2 separate regions of the Sus scrofa genome follow, and region 1 is linked to region 2. Evidence: chromatin contacts called from public Hi-C data. All regions are on one chromosome and are shown on one strand. The core of a region is the stretch at or near the end of the contact, and the rest is flanking DNA. Distances in the headings are between cores, read along the strand shown.

Evidence for each region. A called contact is a pair of places that touch in the nucleus more often than the background predicts.
Region 1: a Hi-C map of fetal liver shows a contact between it and region 2, with 2.4 times the contacts expected there. The contact joins the promoter of CLASRP here to the promoter of TOMM40 in region 2. A contact is called at or near these places in 4 of 5 promoter capture datasets (fetal liver, fetal skeletal muscle and liver), 14 of 47 Hi-C or Micro-C datasets (alveolar macrophages, blood, embryonic fibroblasts and 7 more) and 2 of 2 datasets of contacts at active chromatin or transcription factors (alveolar macrophages and skeletal muscle).

The regions. Positions count from the first base shown.
Region 1 is chr6:51,478,051-51,483,190 of Sscrofa11.1, forward strand. CLASRP (CLK4-associating serine/arginine rich protein) reads left to right here and starts at 2,429. Exons shown (of 22, transcript XM_021094518.1): 1 at 2,429-2,527; 2 at 3,505-3,632. The coding sequence starts at 3,534. RELB (transcription factor RelB) reads left to right here. Exons shown (of 12, transcript XM_021094521.1): 12 at 1,483-2,300. The coding sequence ends at 1,868.
Region 2 is chr6:51,358,372-51,363,211 of Sscrofa11.1, forward strand. TOMM40 (translocase of outer mitochondrial membrane 40) reads left to right here and starts at 1,785. Exons shown (of 9, transcript NM_001315748.1): 1 at 1,785-2,065; 2 at 2,842-2,909; 3 at 3,348-3,440; 4 at 4,310-4,411. The coding sequence starts at 1,792. It also overlaps a transcript of NECTIN2 not described here.

The sequences.
Region 1 (5,140 bases), core at 1,179-3,678, 120 kb after region 2:
TCAACCCTGGTTCTATGACTTGCCTGTGGACTGTGACTTATTTTGCCTGTTTGCTTATTAAATAAGAATGGTCCTATTTTTACTGCTTTGAGGAACCCCCACACTGCTTTGCCCAGTGGCTGCATTAATTTACACGCCCTCCAACAGTGTAGGAGGGTTCCCTTTTCTCCACAGCCTGGCCAACCTTTGTTATTTGTGTCTTTTTGCCGATAGCCCTTCTGACAGGTGTGAGGTGATATCTCATTGTGGTTTTGATTTGCATTTCTCTGATGGTTAACGATGTTGAACATCTTTTCATGTGCCTGTCGGCCATCTGTATCTCTTCTTTGGAAAAATGTCTGTCAGGTCTTCTGCCCATTTTTAAATCAGTTGTTTTTATGATGTTGAGTTGTATGAACTATTTATATATTTTGGATACTAACCCCTGATTTGGCATCTCACTTGCAAATACCATACGAACCAGCAATTCCACTCCACTAATTCAGAAAAAAAATACATGAACTCCAGGGTTCATAGCAGCACTATTTACAATAGCCAGGATATGTAAGCAACTTAAGTTCCCATCAACAACTGAATGGATAAAGAAGATATGGTATATATACACGATGGAATACTACTCGCCATAAAAAGTGAAAAATTGCCCTTTGCAACAACATGGATAGACTTGGAGGATATTATGCTTAGTGAAATAAATCAGAGGAAGACAAAGACTGTATGATATCACTTACATGTGAAATCTAAAAAAGAAAACAAGCTAGTGAAAATAAAAAAAGAAGCAGATTCACAGATATATAGAGAACTAGTGGTTACCAGCTGGGAGAGGGCAGGGGGGAGGGAGAAGAGAGGGTAGGGGATTAAGAGGTACAAACCACTATGTATAAAATAAATAGGGACTTCCCAGTGTCGTGCAGCGGAAACGAATCTGACTCGAGTCCATGCGGATTTGGGTTTGATCCCTGGCCTCGCTCAGCAGGTCAGGGATCTGGCATTGCCATGAGCTGTGGTGTAGATCACAGACATGGCTTGGATCCTGTGTTGCTATGGCTGTGGCTGTGGCCGACGGCTGTAGCTCTGATTGGACCCCTAGCTTGGGAACTTCCATATGCTGCAGGTGCGGCCCTAAGAAGCAAAAATAAATAAATAAAATTTAAAAAATAAAAATAAGCACAAGGACATATTGTGCAGTCCAGGGAATTTTATAATAACTGTGGAATATAACCTTAAAAAATTGTGAATCACTGTGTTGTGCACTGGAAACATACAATATTGTACATCAGCTATACCTCAAAAAAAATTTTATGGTAACCAAAAAGAGAAAAAAGAGAGAATGGTGATAGCTTTTACTGAGGGTTTTCTTCTTGACATTAATGGAGACTGCACTGAAAATGCATTTAGTAACAGACTGGGCATTTGAGTTAGGACCCGGCAGGAGGCTGATCCTCAAAGTCCACCCTATTTCCTTCTTTCTCCTCCTCCCTGCAGGCCCGTTCCTCCCACCGTCAGCGCTGCTGCCAGACACAGACTTCTTCCCAGGCACTGTATCCCTCCCTGGCCTGGAGCCCCCCGGCGGGCCGGATCTCCTGGACGATGGTTTTGCCTATGACCCTGCTGCCCCCACACTCTTCACCATGCTGGACATGCTGCCCCCAGCGCCACCACTCTCCAGCGCTGTCGCGGGCAACGGGGGGGCAGGGGCCCCGGTCGCGGAGCCCCCGGGCCCTGAGCCGCTGACGCTGGACTCGTACCAGGCCCCGGGCTCCGGGGATGGAGGCACTGCCAGCCTCGTGGGCAGCAACATGTTCCCCAACCAGTACCGCGAGGGGGGCTTTGGAAGCGGCCTCCTGTCCCCCGGGCCTGAGGCCACGTAGCCCCTGCGGCACTGGAGGAGAGGCACTGGGTGGGGAGGGTGGTGGAAGGGGCCGTGCAAACCCAACCGGGATGTCCAGCACCCCCATCCCCTTGGGCTGCCCTTGGTCCGTCTTCCGACGTCCTCATCCTTCCTAATCGGACATCTTCAGTGCTGGAGAGAAACGCCGTAGCATCGGTTTCCCTTGAGCCCATTTTACAAATGAGAAAACTGAGTCTGGAGAGGAAAAGGGGTTTGGCTTCCAAATACTAGCTCTTTAAAGTTGCCTCAGCTGGGGTGCCTTCTCCCGGCGGATTCTAAAGTGTAAATAGGGGAGGGGGGCGCAGATCCCTAGCCCTCCCTCCCCACGCCTGAAGGTGGGGGGGGTAATTGTTCACAGTCTTCCCAATAAAGACGAATTTTTGAGCCCGGGGGGGGTCTCATCTCTTCTGCACTTGAGAAAATTCCCCGGCTCCTTGGGTACAAAGTCCCTTGGCTCTCGGTTCCGCTCCGCCCTCCTCCAGGCCCCGCCCCTCCGTCCACACCCTAACCTTGGACCCGCCCCTCGCGTCGGCGGAAGCGCGCCTCCGCCGCACCGTGTCCCCCTTCCCCTCCACCGCCCACTTCCGTTTCCGGTGCGGGCCGCGCGAGAGCGCAGAGGTGGGAGGCGGCGACGAGCCGGTGAGTGCAGGCGGCGGGCCCCGGTCTCCTGGCTTCTGGTAGACGTCAGCCCAGCTTCGCCCTTGCCTCAGCCTCTCTCCGTTCTGCTGTGAACCTCCGCTCGGCCCTGGCCCCGAGGGCCGCCCGCCCCGCACCCCGTCTGCTTGCCGGGCCTCAGGCCTCGCCCTGCCCCCGCCATCGGCCCGAACTCGCGCCGTCAGACCCGCAGCTTGCCACAGGTCCCGCCCCCTTGTCAAAAAAACTTAACCCGAACCTTCAGGTCCAGACCCGACGTTCGAGCCCTGTCCAGATCCTCGGGGCTCTGCCCGATCCACCAGCCTTCCCCCTAAGCTCAGCCCACCCCTTCCTGTCTGCGCGCTCGATCTCTGTACCATCCCCGGCCCCCACCCCCGATTTCGATTCCTTCTTTAGACCTCACCGGCACTCAGGCTTTTCCTTTCAGCACTCCCCCGTGCTCCCCTTCCTCCCCTAAGTGTCTTCCGTTCACGCCCTTCACTTGCCCTCGACCCCATCTTCAAACTACTGCTCTGTTCCCATAAAATCTTTCTACTCTTCCCCCACCTGCCTACATCTCCAGGGCCCTGCACCCCATCCCCACGGATGGCTCTGATGGGAGCCGTTTCAGTTCTCCCCCTCCCTTGGGCTCTAGCCCCAGCTGCTCAAGATCTGCGCCCAGATCTACTTCAAACACTTGCTCTTTCCACTCCAAAATCTCTCATCCTTGATTCTGGCTCCTTGAATAGAGGATACCCCTTTCCCAGGGAGGCTCACTCCAGAATAACCCCGGGGGGGGCAGGGGGGCGGGTTCACGATGGCCAAGCCACTGGACCAGAGTGGTCCAGTATCCGGCTGAGCATCTGGCACACAGTTCTGAAGCTGATGTTCAGGATCAGCTCTGTCACCATCTTGTTAGGTAACTTTGATTCTGTCCATATGGTTTTTCCAGCCCATCTCACACCCCTCCCCTCATCCCTCAGGTTGAGGCCCTACTCTTGGCCTCACCACGATGTGGCACGAGGCTCGGAAGCATGAGCGGAAGCTTCGAGGCATGATGGTGGACTACAAGAAGAGGGCAGAGCGGCGGCGAGAGTACTATGAGAAGATCGTGAGTAACCTTTAATCTGGGCTGGGAGCTCCCCAGGAGGGCGGGGCCTTGGTCATCCTGGTAAGATTTGGGCTTGGAAATAGATGAAGCCAAGAGCCCAGTATCCCCAAGAGAAATTCATTTTTTGGAGCATGATCGTCACTAAAACCTGAGGCATTCAGTTTATTGGCGTATACTGTGCTGTTTGGTGTGGATTCGAGTACAGAGCAGGTGCCAGCAGGAAGAAGGAAAGTCTAACACTCAGAGCAGTCCAGACAGAAGATTGGCCACCTCCAGAATGTTGTCTGTCTTGCTTATTGCTGTATTCCCAGTGCCCGGAAGAGCTCAGCTGTTCTCGGGGTTTGACTTGGCACCCAAAGCAGTGCCCTGGACAGTCACTAGGTGAACTCGGACCATTTCCCTCCCTTGTTTGATGCCTCAGTTGCTTTTGGAGAAAAGACCACACTCCATCCTGTGACCCAAAAGGCCCTTGTGGTCTGGCCTCTCCTGGTCTCTCAGCGTCATCCTTAGGTAGCTCTGCTGGCCTTTTTTCCATTTCTGTCACCACAGGGTGTTGAGCCCATAGGGCCTCCTCTCACCTGCTTAATTGTGACTTGCCCTGGAAACCCCAGCTTGAAACGGTCTAGGGGTCCTAGGTTCAGGTCTCCTGTCAGGTGGTATTTATATAGAAATTTCCATTTACTTCTGCATCACTGCCCCAGCCTCCCCCTGGTGTCCTGGCCTCCAGGCCTGTCCCTGCTAATCCACCCTCCTCGCGGGGCCAGAGGGGTCCTCCCAAAGCAAAAGCTGACTCCCTCTCTGGCTCAGAACTCCATGGCTTCCTAGTTCCAGGCTACTCAACACAGCCTTCAAGACCCTGCATGGTCCGGCTTTTACCACCCGCTCCAGGCCACTCTGCTTCCTGCCTGGTTCCTTTGTCCTGCCGTCAGGCCTCCTCAGCACCTAGGGCTACTCTCTAACAAAAGATGTATACAGGGTTAGCAGTTTGCCTCACTTGCCTCCTGTCAACCAGGAAGTAACCACTGGGCTTAGGGAGAGCCCGTCTCCTGTGGTATCAGACTAACCAGCGTGACCACGAGGTCTCGGTTTGCATCTCTGTTGGTTATAGTCGAGGCCCCGGCAGTGGGCCAGGAGCACAGCACTCAGGAATGAGTAGCTGCCATTTGTTAAGAGCCCATGGTGCGCCAGGCGCCTTGTCTGCTACTTTGGCAGGCCTGAGATTGGTATTAATCCCTGCATTAAAGGTGAGGCTCATAATGACGGCTAATGCTCTTGAGTGTTTATGTGGCAACCACTGTGCTGAGTACTTTGACAGGCATCTCTGTTCCATCAAATTCTCATCCCAGCCGGGAGGTGGTTTGCTTTTTTTTTTTTTTTTTTTGCTTTTTTTAGGGCTGCACCCACAGCGTATGGCGGTTCCCAGGCTAGGGGTCAAACTGGTGCTACGGCTGCCGGTCTGCGCCACAGCCACAGTGGTGCAGGATCAGAGCCGCGTCTGCAACCTCTAC
Region 2 (4,840 bases), core at 535-3,034:
AGTAGACCAGAAGTCAAGACAGGTTACAGACAAAAAGAAAAAGGACAAAAGATATGACAAAGATAATGGAGGGCCTAAAGAGCAAGAATGCATAAGCCAAAAACGTAGTGATGGGTAATGGAAGGAGAGGGGAAGGAGTCCAGGCATGGTGGTTAAGGAAAAGGAATCCTCAACAGTAATCTAATGAATAATAGACAGAAATAAAGGGAACAAAGGAGAAATAGCAGTAATTAAGTACGAGGGGCTTGGGCGTAATGAATAAACGGCAATAAAAACAGGCCAAAAGCAAAAGTATTAATGTTTTATTTCATTTATTTATTTATTTATTTATTTATTTATTTTCGTCTTTTTGCCTTTTCTTGAGCCGCTCCTGCGGCATATGGAGGTTCCCAGGCTAGGGGTCGAATCAGAGCTGTAGCCGCCGACCTAGACCACGGCCACAGCAACGCGGGATCCAAGCCTACACCACAGCTCACCACAACGCGGGATCCTTAACCCACTGAGAAAGACCAGGGATCGAACCTACAACCTCATGGTTCCTAGTCGGATTCGTTAACCACTGCGCCACGACGGGAACTCCAGTATTGTTTTAATAGGAGCTCAGGGCACGATGGGTAATAGATCCGAATGAATAAGCCAGGGACAGAGGGATGAATAATGGAGCTGATGTGTAATGGACCCAAAACTAGATGCTCAATTAAGGAAGAGCTAGAAGAATGAAGGGAATGAACGGGCATAAAGGGGCTAAAGGTAGTACAGGCAACCAAACTGAAATGAATGGGACGGAAGGCATGCTGGGTAATGGGACCTGAATGAATGGGCCAAAGATAGAAGCCGCAGCGACTTGGCCAGGGGTGGGAGGAGACCCAGAAGACATCATGGGTAACGAAAGGGGTGGGTCTACGGCAACTGTCCTGTTAAATAGGTAAGGGGCATTGTGGGTAACAAGAAACAGGACAGGGTTCATGTAACGGGTTAGAATTCTCCCGTGGCACTGTGGGAACGGCCAGCACTTCCGGCTTTCGGTCCGCGACTCAGGACTAGGGGGCCGCCCCTTTGCCGCGAAGCCTGGTGGGACGCGAGGCCTGACCTTGCTGCCTAGCAGCCTCTGCCGCGCAACCCACCTTTATCCATGTCCTTTGACCCCGGCACTTTAGCCAATGAACACACCAGATAGATTACGTCAATAGGGTAGGACCTTGTACCTGCCGGAGCCAATCAGGATGCGTCAAGGACCAAGGCCGACCAATAAACATGGCAACTTCGCCGCGGGGCGGAGTCGAAAGTGTGGGGGGGGTGACTTCTGGAAAGGGGCGGAGGCGATACGTCAAAAGGGCGTTGCAAAGCAAGCAGCACAGGCCAATGGCGGGCGAGCACCGGAACCCGCGGCATCGCGAACCAATCGGCGTGGGCTCTCCAAGCCAGTGGGAAGGACGGGGAGGTGTGCTTTGACCTGTCTGCGAGTGGGAACCAACAGAAAAGGACGTTCCAAGGAAGTGGGTGGAACTCTCATCCACGACACCAATAGTAAGGCCAGACCCTGAAGCCGGTGGGCGGACGCAAGGGCCCGTTAAACCAATGGACTGGGGGGGGCGGGGCGACGGTGGCGGCGGCGGCGGCAGCGGGTTCGGTTGCGCGTGGCGCACGGGGTGGGAGCGGAGCCCAGACCGGGAGGAGGCGCTGCCGCGGGTGAGAACCGGGGTTACGAGCAAGGGGGTGTTGGCTGGGGACAGGGCTTGGAGCCCGTGGGCCTTGACCTCTGCCCTCTGACCCTTCCCTTTGCAGGCGACCATGGGGAACGTCTTGGCCGCTAGTTCGCCGCCTGCAGGGCCGCCGCCGCCACCTGCGCCTCCCCTCGTGGGACTGCCTTCGCCTCCGCCCTCTCCTCCCGGCTTCACGCTGCCGCCGCTCGGGGGCGGCCTGGGCGCTGGGGCTGGTACAGGTCGAGGTTCCGAACGGACCCCTGGGACTGCGGCCGCTAACGCTGGAGGGACCGGGGATGATGGGGCCTGTGGCTGCCTGCCCAACCCGGGCACGTTCGAGGAGTGCCACCGGAAGTGCAAGGGTGAGGGGCTAGGGGCCCGGCGGGAGTGTGATGGCCCGGATCTCGGGGGGAGGGGGAGAACACTGAGGACCTTGGGAATTGGCACGGACCACTGGAATCATTGAACACAGCGTTAGGAGCTGATGTTGGAGTCGAATGGTGCAACGTTGAACTCGGGGCTTAGAACGATGGGATCAAATGGTGGAACCTTGGGATGGAATGCCAAGGCAGCAGAGAAAAGCTTTAGGGACCTCAGGAACCCCAGGAATCAGCCAAGCCAGCCTCATGTGATCGTGAGGGAAACTGAGGCCCAAGGTCACCGTGACAGCAAGGGGCAGTGGGGGTAGAAGCCAAGGCTTTTGGATCCCGATGTGGAATAGTTATGATGGAAGAGTGGTGGCCACATCCTGAGCACTGGCACTCAGTACGTGTTAACTCATGAAACCCTTGCAATAGTTCTATGCGGTGAATATCCTCAACTTCCAGTTGATAAAATTGACAGACTGAGATGAGTTGACGTGTCTCCTGTCACACTGGCAGTAAGTGGTGGCCCTGGGATTTGGATGTAGGCAAAGGCCTTGATCCTGAGCACATCAAAACACTAGGCTGTTTTGCCTCTGTATTGGTTGGGGTACTTTGCAATGTGTTGCTTGTGGGTACCTGGGGAATGGAGAGTGAGGATTCTAGGGAAGGAAGGCACCTGAGAAGAGGTGTGTGTGTGTGTGTGTGTGTGTGTGTGTGTGTGTGTGTGTGTGTGTGTGTTCGGAGTGTGACAACCAGCATTCTCTCTTTCTCAGAGCTGTTTCCTATTCAGATGGAAGGTGTCAAGCTCACAGTCAACAAAGGTTTGAGTAATCATTTCCAGGTGAGCCTTCCTGGGCCCCTCTTCCTCCAGGGGTCATCCCCCCCATCCCCCTGCATCTGCCCACACAGCCCTTTTATTGCAGCCTAAAGGTGTGGGCTCCTTGTTGCCAGACTAACCACTCCGTGGCGACCAGTGTAGAGTCTGGGGACCAAGAGTCCAGAAATAATGCACCTCACCCCCAACCAGCATCCAGGCAGGAATAAAGTGCCAGGCGTGTGCCCCAGCCCTGGCACATCCCTCCTCTAAGCTTCCAATCTAGTCAGGGCACACCTCCCAGTCTTCATCTTCAGCCCAGCCCAGCCTGATAGGAAAGCTAGATTGACAAGGATCCCGGATCCTGGGCTGGAGGGGAGCTGTCCTAGGCATGAGCTCAGCTGCATTCCTTGGGCAGGGGCGTGGTCCTCGGACTCATCGCCACAGCCCTCCCTCTTTTCCCAGGTGAACCATACAGTCGCCCTCAGCACAATCGGGGAGTCCAACTACCACTTTGGGGTCACGTACGTGGGGACAAAGCAGCTGAGTCCCACAGAGGTGAGCTTCCTTTTGCCATTCATTCATTGTATCTTTCTTGTAACACATAATGCAGCCAAACAGGTAAAGAAGGCTTTGTCAGTAGGAGGTCAGAGCTGCCAAGGGTGTTGGGACGTGCTGTCTGTCTCTCCAAGGTGCCCTGGAGCCTGGGTCATTTCTTCATCCTGCCCTCCACTTCTCAGCCTAGCCCTGTGCCGAGAGAAGCTGAGGACGCCAAGGTCACCAGTGATGACCCAGAGTGGGCAGGGCTGGGCTGTGTGGATCCTTGCTGGGCTTCGAAGGCCAAGCTAGGCATTTCACCTCGGGGGCACTAGGGGGCAGTGGAGAGCCACTGAAAGATTTGAACGAGGGAAAGACAGGCCAAGAGGAGGCCAGATGAATGCTTTGGAACTGGCATTTCTCAAGTTGTCTGGAGGCTATTAAGGGAGTGGAAAAAACTGGGGGCCTGGAAGGAGGTTGGGCCAGGACACGGGTGGGCTTAAGGGACTAAATTAGTCTTTGCTTATGTTAACCATTTCCAGGTAATTTACTCAACCAACCTTCCTTGCACCCCCATTCTGTGCCCAGCCCTGTGCTGGGGACATAGCAGTGATTCAAACAGACATGGGGCTCACAGCCCAGTGGAGAAAGGGAACAGGCCTGTCCCCAGACAGCAGTAGTCCAGGGTGGGCAAGACTGAGATGGGAGAACCCAAAAGCAGTGTGAGCTCAGAGGAGAGCCTGGGTCAGCCTAGGTGGCCTTGGAGGGCTTCTTGGAGGAGAAGACCCAATCTGAGGCTTCCTAATCCTCGGCTTCTCACCGAGGCCCATCATGGGTGTTCTTCCCTAATGCTAGATCTCTGACCTCTAACCCTGTCCTCTGCCCCACAGGCGTTCCCCGTGCTGGTGGGTGACATGGACAATAGCGGCAGCCTCAATGCTCAGGTCATTCACCAGCTGGGCCCCGGCCTCAGGTCCAAGATGGCCATCCAGGTGAGGGGGAGTCGGTGGCTCCCCGTACCCCTCTGAGCCCCAGGCTGCTCTTGTCCTTGCGCGCCATGCACAGAGAAGCCCCACATACTGAAACATTGGGTTTAGAACAGAAAGAGGTTTGTTGTGAGGACCAAGCAGGGAGCAGGCGTGGCCTATGCGCTGAAGTCCCCAGCTTCCCAGTAGTTTTTCGGTTGTTTGGTTGGTTGGTTGGGTTTTTTTTTGGTTTTTGGTTTTCTTCTCTTAGAGCTGCACTCACGGCATATGAAAGTTCCCAGGCTAGAGGTCAAATCGCTGCAGCCGCCTACACCACAGTTCACAGCAACACCAGATCCTTAACTTGCTGAGCAAGGCCAGGGATCAAACCCGCGCCAATCATGTATACTTGTTGGGTTCGTTACTGCTGAGCCAGAAGGGGAACTTTTGTTTGTT